Regions from separate parts of the Xenopus tropicalis genome. Here region 2 is linked to region 1. Evidence: chromatin contacts called from public Hi-C data. All regions are on one chromosome and are shown on one strand. Each heading gives the region's core, a stretch centred on a gene start, on an enhancer-like site or on the middle of the called end of the contact. The rest is flanking DNA. Distances are from core to core; before and after follow the strand shown. Region 1 holds the start of ppp1r14a (protein phosphatase 1 regulatory inhibitor subunit 14A). Region 2 holds the start of zfyve1l (zinc finger FYVE domain-containing protein 1).

Evidence for each region. A called contact is a pair of places that touch in the nucleus more often than the background predicts.
Region 2: a contact with region 1 is called in a Hi-C map of neurula embryo, with 3 times the contacts expected there. The contact joins the promoter of zfyve1l here to the promoter of ppp1r14a in region 1. A contact is called at or near these places in 2 of 5 Hi-C or Micro-C datasets (neurula embryo and tailbud embryo).

The regions. Positions count from the first base shown.
Region 1 is chr8:77,209,936-77,213,180 of UCB_Xtro_10.0, reverse strand. ppp1r14a (protein phosphatase 1 regulatory inhibitor subunit 14A) reads left to right here and starts at 1,718. Exons shown (of 4, transcript NM_001007955.2): 1 at 1,718-2,329. The coding sequence starts at 2,138.
Region 2 is chr8:77,381,443-77,384,687 of UCB_Xtro_10.0, reverse strand. zfyve1l (zinc finger FYVE domain-containing protein 1) reads left to right here and starts at 1,489. Exons shown (of 11, transcript XM_012969576.3): 1 at 1,489-1,666. The coding sequence starts at 1,565.

The sequences.
Region 1 (3,245 bases), core at 469-2,968:
GAGAACTACAAAATATGGCATGGAAAAATTTGGTACGCATCAAAAAAAACTGGCACACATGTAAAAAAATAATGCGCATCAAAAGAATGACATGTGCTACAATTTTTTTTGATGAACAACATTTCCGACGTTTCGCAAATTTTTCGCTGTTTTGCTAATCTTTTCCAAGATTTTTTGCCGTAACGGGACAGATTTGCTCACCACTAATTAGGACCTTTTTGATGCACAAAAATTGCATGTTTTTGTGCCTTTACTTGCACCTGCTGTTAGCTAATGAGACACACAAGCTTAAATATAGCTTTGTTTGACAAAAGGCAGAGTTTTCTTTATTATTGTATAAATATACAAGCAACTTAAAGTGTTGTGTCACTTTGTGCCACATGATGGTGCTAGATAACTTTATTGGTTGGTTTTATAGCATACAGTTATCTAACTGTCTGTGTGGTTAGACAAAGAATGGAGGGGCTGTGGGGACCAAACTGATGTGCAAGGGGCCCATTCATTAAAGCACAATTGACCACGAATGAGAAAAATTTGTATTTTTTCTAATTGTTAGAATTTTTCGTATTGACCACGATAATATTGTTAACATAGTACGACCTTTTAGTGGTTTTCGTTAAATTCCACGAAAAAGTTGTATTTTTCGCAAAGACTACGACCATTTCAGAATTCATTCGGTATCGTAACTTTCTTTTGGCCAGGTAGGAGCTGCCGAGTGCTTTTGAGTCCAAAATCATGCACTGAAGTTTCAAAGGCAGAAGGGTTTTTGCACTGTTTACAATCGTTCGGATGCGAAAATTTTGTGACTTGTAGATTTTCATATTCAGAGCATCCTCCGATTTGTTATTTTTAGGGCTTTATCCTACAATTTCAGCCTGAATGTTAGTTTTAGATCATTGCATTTAAATGTAGGATCGACATCCATTCGTCTGAAGAACACTAAAATCTGAATGTGTGTGGCAACCTTTAAAGGAGAAGGAAAGGGAAAGGCAAAGTCACTTGGGGGTGCCAAAATGTTAGGAATCCCCAAATGACTTAAATCGTCTACCTTGTACCCCGTGCTGGTGCCCCTGATCGGAGAGAACAGCACCAGCCCAGGGTAGCTGCCAGCGCTTCCTCCTTCCTGTCTCGCTGCTCGTGCATGTGCAGTAGAGTGAAAAGACGAACTTTAACAGAGAAGTCGGCTTTTCACTCTACTGCGCAAGCGCTCGCTGCAGATACCCTGGGCTGGTGTGGTTTTCTCCTAACAGGGGCACGAGGTAAGCGATTAAAGTCACTTGGGGGTGCCTAACATTTTGGGACCCCCAAGTGACTTTGCCTTTCGTTCTCCTTTAAGCCGGCCATACATGCACCGATATCTTACGAAACCTTGTTTGGTACAATATTTGGTGCGTGTATGGTAGATTTCAAAGGCTGCGGATATAGGTCGTCTTGTCAATCAGGGGGTTAAAATATTTTGATCAGGCACAGTTGAAGGTGCCAAGCAAAATCTAAGTTTAGGGCTGAATTAGCAGTAGAATCCTGCAACCAGTCGCAGGAAAGATTGTTATTGCCTTTTGGTTGATTGGTGCCCATGGGCACTCAGGGTTACTAGGCATCACTACTAGGTCAATAGATAAAGCTAAGGAGGGGGCGTGTCCCTCGGTAAATGGAGGGGGCGGGTATATTTTCACAAAGCCCTCTCTCCCTGCAGGCACATGTGCTGTTAGTGAGTAGGACAGGAGAAATACAGTGCAGTTTCCAGAAGCAATGACAAGGCACCTGCAAGGGCAGTAGGTTCTAGAAATCTGCCCCCCTTATCGCTGCAGCTGTTAGAACTAGCCACACGTGACATTGCGCTTCACAAAAACCGCTGGGGGCCTTAGCGCCTACAGGGATTGTCGGTGTTAGCGCTTGGGGTTTGAGGACTCTCCCCAGCTGATCCTGCTATCCCCACAACTGTTAAAGGACGCTCTTCAGTGCAGTTAATCTCCGCCGAGCGCTGGAGCGGTGCTACAGTTTGCATGGTATTTGGTGCTCCCCCGGAGTGGCTTGTATTGATTGGCTGAGCAGGCTGAGGCGCTTACCCGTGACTATCGCAGCCTGTGACTACCTCGCTAGTGAAGGGTCTCCGTCTCACTGTCCGGTAGTACCAGCAATGGCAGCCAATAAGGTCGGCAAAAGATTCCCAAATAAGCCTCATTCCCCATCCAAGACTAGAGACTCCAATCAAGGCATCCAGAGGCGACAGGCGCGGGTTACTGTCAAGTATGATCGCAAAGAGTTGCAGAAGCGGCTGGATGTGGAGAAGTGGATAGACGAGCAGATGGAGGAGCTGTACCTAGGGAGGGTGAGTGGGGCGTCCGGGCATGTGTAAGCCAAGAGACAGAGGAAAGGGGTAGCTCAGGGCCAGTGGGGACCCATCTGTATCCTTGGACAAAGCCCTCTGATGAACAGTATGGGGGGTTGGCATTGGAGCAAAAACAAAGGGAGATCTGCAGGAGGAGTGCCTATATGTAAGGGTTCAGGTTGTGGGGTACATGGTGGTTAAAGTTGAATGGGAGATGCCTGGCTAAGGCAAAGAAAGGCAAGAAGAAATAGAATATTATTGGGTGCATAGAGAAAAAAGGAGGGGGAAGCTAGTGTATGGGCACTGTGGATGGGATAAAGTTGGACAAAAAAGGTATATTATTAACATGTATTTATAAAGCCCCAACATATTCCAGAGCACTGTATGGGGAACAACCTAAAATTAACAAGAAAGACACTAGATGTTGGGTTAACGTGGGGATGGTAAATCTACAGCTACAAGGGTGGAGGTGCAAAAGAGAAAAACAGTCCTGGAATATATGGTGCACTGGCTAGGAAGTAAAGATGGGAACATGTTGTGTGAGGGCATTTTTAAAGTATCTAGTATAGAGTGAAATGATGGAAGGACACACTGTAGAAGTAATGGAGACTTTGGAGTGGGGGGGGGGTCAAGAATTTGTTCATTGGGTAGCAGTGGGTTTTTGTGAGAATCATGCACAAAGGATGGGGAAAGCTCAGAAAACTAAAAGCTGTACACCCTGTAAACTTTCATCTGCTTAACTGCCACATTCCTTAGAATTTTCTGGTGACTGTTCTTCTACAAAACCTTCTTGCTTGAACCCTTTAGTACCATATAGTACCCTTACATATTGTTGTTTGAATGGGACGCTTATCTAATTTATGCTAAACCTATCCAAATGCATGTCATCATTTATTCATATAGCACCAGTCTGTTA
Region 2 (3,245 bases), core at 240-2,739, 170 kb before region 1:
GTATATTTTCGGCAAGCCGAAAACAGCTTGCTGAAAATATGTGCCATACACTCCTACCTGTGCCTGCACCCGAATGAATGGAATAAGCTCGGGTGCACATGTAGCCAAAATACGCATAGAAACGAGAGACTTTGCATTCTCTTGCGTTTTTAGGCGGATTTCAGATACATGTGCCTGCACCCGAGCATATTCCATTCATTCGGGTGCGGGCACAGGTAGGAGCATATTGTGCGTATGGTGCATATTTTCAGCAAGCGTTTTTTGGCTTTCCGAAAATATACGCCATACGCATGGTGTGGCAGTAGCCTTACTAGCTCCAACCAAGAGGATCCCATTAAAATGGAGAAACATTTTGGAGGTATATGTTCCTTTGATAAAACATCCGTCAAAGAAAGCTATTTTTTCTCTCAATATCTCAGTATGTTTTTTAACCAAATTGGATCCGAGACCAGAAAATGTGCATTTTAGACAAATCTAAAGTGCTACATATTCAGTAAAAGAAAGATTCATGAGGTTCTATATTTAAGGAAACGTCAACCCCCAAAAATATTTTTTTGCCTAATAAAAGAAAACATAATTCTAAGCAACTTTCCAATTTGAATTTATTACAAATCTTTAGTGCTTTACAGGCATTTACAGTCATTTGCTTGTGTGTGAATAGTTAAATATATGCTTTATTCATATTTTTCATTCATTTATATCCTGTATATATAAAAACATTTTCTTTGATGTAACAGTACTGTTTTGTTGCAGTGTTTGCTACCATCTAAATATGTTTGATCATCTCTCAAAAGAGACAGGAGAAATGACAGGAATATCTAAACAGACATACAAGACCAGGGGTTACTGGCTAATTAAGACAATTACACTGGCTAACTATACAACTTTGCTTTTCAAAGGTGGTAAGCTCCATATTGAGACAGTGTACTGTGTGTGTGCTTGCCAAAATACAAACTGTTATGTGCCACCCCCTCTGAGACAGCCAGAATTGCTTTAAGGGTCCTGGTAAGCATCATCTACATACCCTAATAACTCCAGTACAAAGCCAAAGTTATACAAAACATTGGGGTCTTTATCAAAAATGGAAAGGTGCTGTAATGCAAAGGACAATTTATTTGTGTCTGTGCCAGGGCTGCCCAACATCATGGTGTAACACAGTAGAAGGCAAAATGTACCCAGATTTGTAGCCAGTCAAAAGCAACAACAAAGTAGCAACAAATATGCCTGAGTGGCCTTGGCCTGTCTGCCTGGTAGAATAATAGTGCAGATTCAGCACATGAACATTTCTCTCTTTGTTATTTCAACTGTATATGTTGTAGTGGCCAGCAGTATAGGAAATTCAATACCAATTACAATTACAAATGCTTTTACATTTTTTGAAATTTGCCTTTAATATCCAGAATGTTATATTTGGGTTTGCTACCCCTTTAAGGGGTGAGTGTGTTACACAGTTAGGCCACTAGATGTCACTACAGTTTCAGTCAGTTTTTCTTTTCATAAACAGCGAAACTGAAAGTACAGAGAATATTTATTGTTGTGGTGTGGGTGCCCTGGCTGTCAGGCTATGTCTGCTCAGCTGCACAGTGACCCCCTTACCTTGGGGAGCCTGCCGAATCGGGAAGAGGAGGGCAGCTTCCTGTTACTGGATGAAGATGAAAACCTTAAGGTAGTGGCAGTGGGAGGGAGAAATGGCAACCAGGAAGTGAACTTGGACACATGCAGTGCTTCAGCTTTCATTGTTTACAGGCAGTATGCGCACTGTATAATCTGTATATAAATGAGTATGCCAATATGCCATATACAGTTTGGAAGCGATAGCTACGTGTTCCCATGAATATGTCTGCACATACTGAGAGACTTGTTTGTGTACATGATGTGCACTGTGCCAGAGATCAGTGTAATGTGTAGTTTTCATATTTGTGTATATATCTCTGGTTGTGTGATGTAGTGTACCTGAGGTTTTTTGGGATTTTTTTGCTGTCTGTTTTGTGGCCCATCAGGGTGTATAATCCATATACTTACAATGCAGCAATAGACGTGAATATTTTATGTGTATATTCAATTAAACAGTGCTATTCCTATTTAGGAAATCACTTTTGACTGTAAAGGTTCTATTTTCCTGTCACACCATTTGTTAGAAGTGTGTGTGTGAGGGCAATAATACAGTGTTTGTGCGTTACAAGCTAGAGAGGTGGGCAGCACTAACTGGGGGGAGAGATAGGGTGATGGGCACATGGGGAGATTAGTCACCTGCAGTTAAATCTCTACTATCACGGGCGAATAGTCTCCCCGAAATGCCTCCCCACCAGCAATAAAGTGACTCGCCGGGGGTTAGGCATGCACTTTGTTTTTTTATTTTTAAGTTGCGTGAAGTTTGAACTTTAAAAAATTAAGCTGCTCTTATCGTATCCACCAGCTATTCACTTTAAAGTACTATCTCCAGTAATAACTTAATTTGTCAAACAGGATCCAAAGAGCTTCCATTTTGGCCTGCTCACCTACAGAACATTTCAATACACGTAATAGAATTTACCAATAGCCAACAGTAATAATACTCTGCCTATTAGGCAATACACTGGTGCATTATGGGCAGTACTTAAATAAGTGAAGCATATGTTGATAAATGAACTTGGGTATGCAGAGCTCTCTTGTCTAGTTAGTGCCAGTTATATCTGTTTGACATTGTTTACAATTTATCGTTATTGTATAGTGTGAAGGTCATCTTTAGGCACAGGCAGATGTTCTGTGGCAGTTTAAATGTTATAAAAAGATGTGCACAATATATTCGATTTACCTGGTACTTCATTCCTGATCATGTTCCAGAGCCACCATATATGCACAGAAATATATGTGGATAGTGTGGTACAGGATGTACTAAGCATGAATGTTTATTACATTTAGTTGCCAAAAGTTGCAACTATTTGGAGAGAACCTTCCCTTTGAAAATTGCTTCAAAGTAATAGCCTTCTTTAGGAACAAGCACACTTGAGCAGGAGCTCAGATACTGCAGGCATTTATTACAGTGATTTGAACAGCACTGTTTGTACTGTACGAACTGACTTCAGTATATGTTACATTTGCAGTTGCTGCCACTTAAATGCTCCTAGAGCTGCAACAGCATAGAGCCCCACTTGCAACATTTTTGGCACAGACTTTGTGGCAACTATGAATCCCCTTGCATTACCATGTACATACAGTATTCTCAGCTAAATTCCCTAGGAGCTAGAAGGATGTGCAAACTGGAT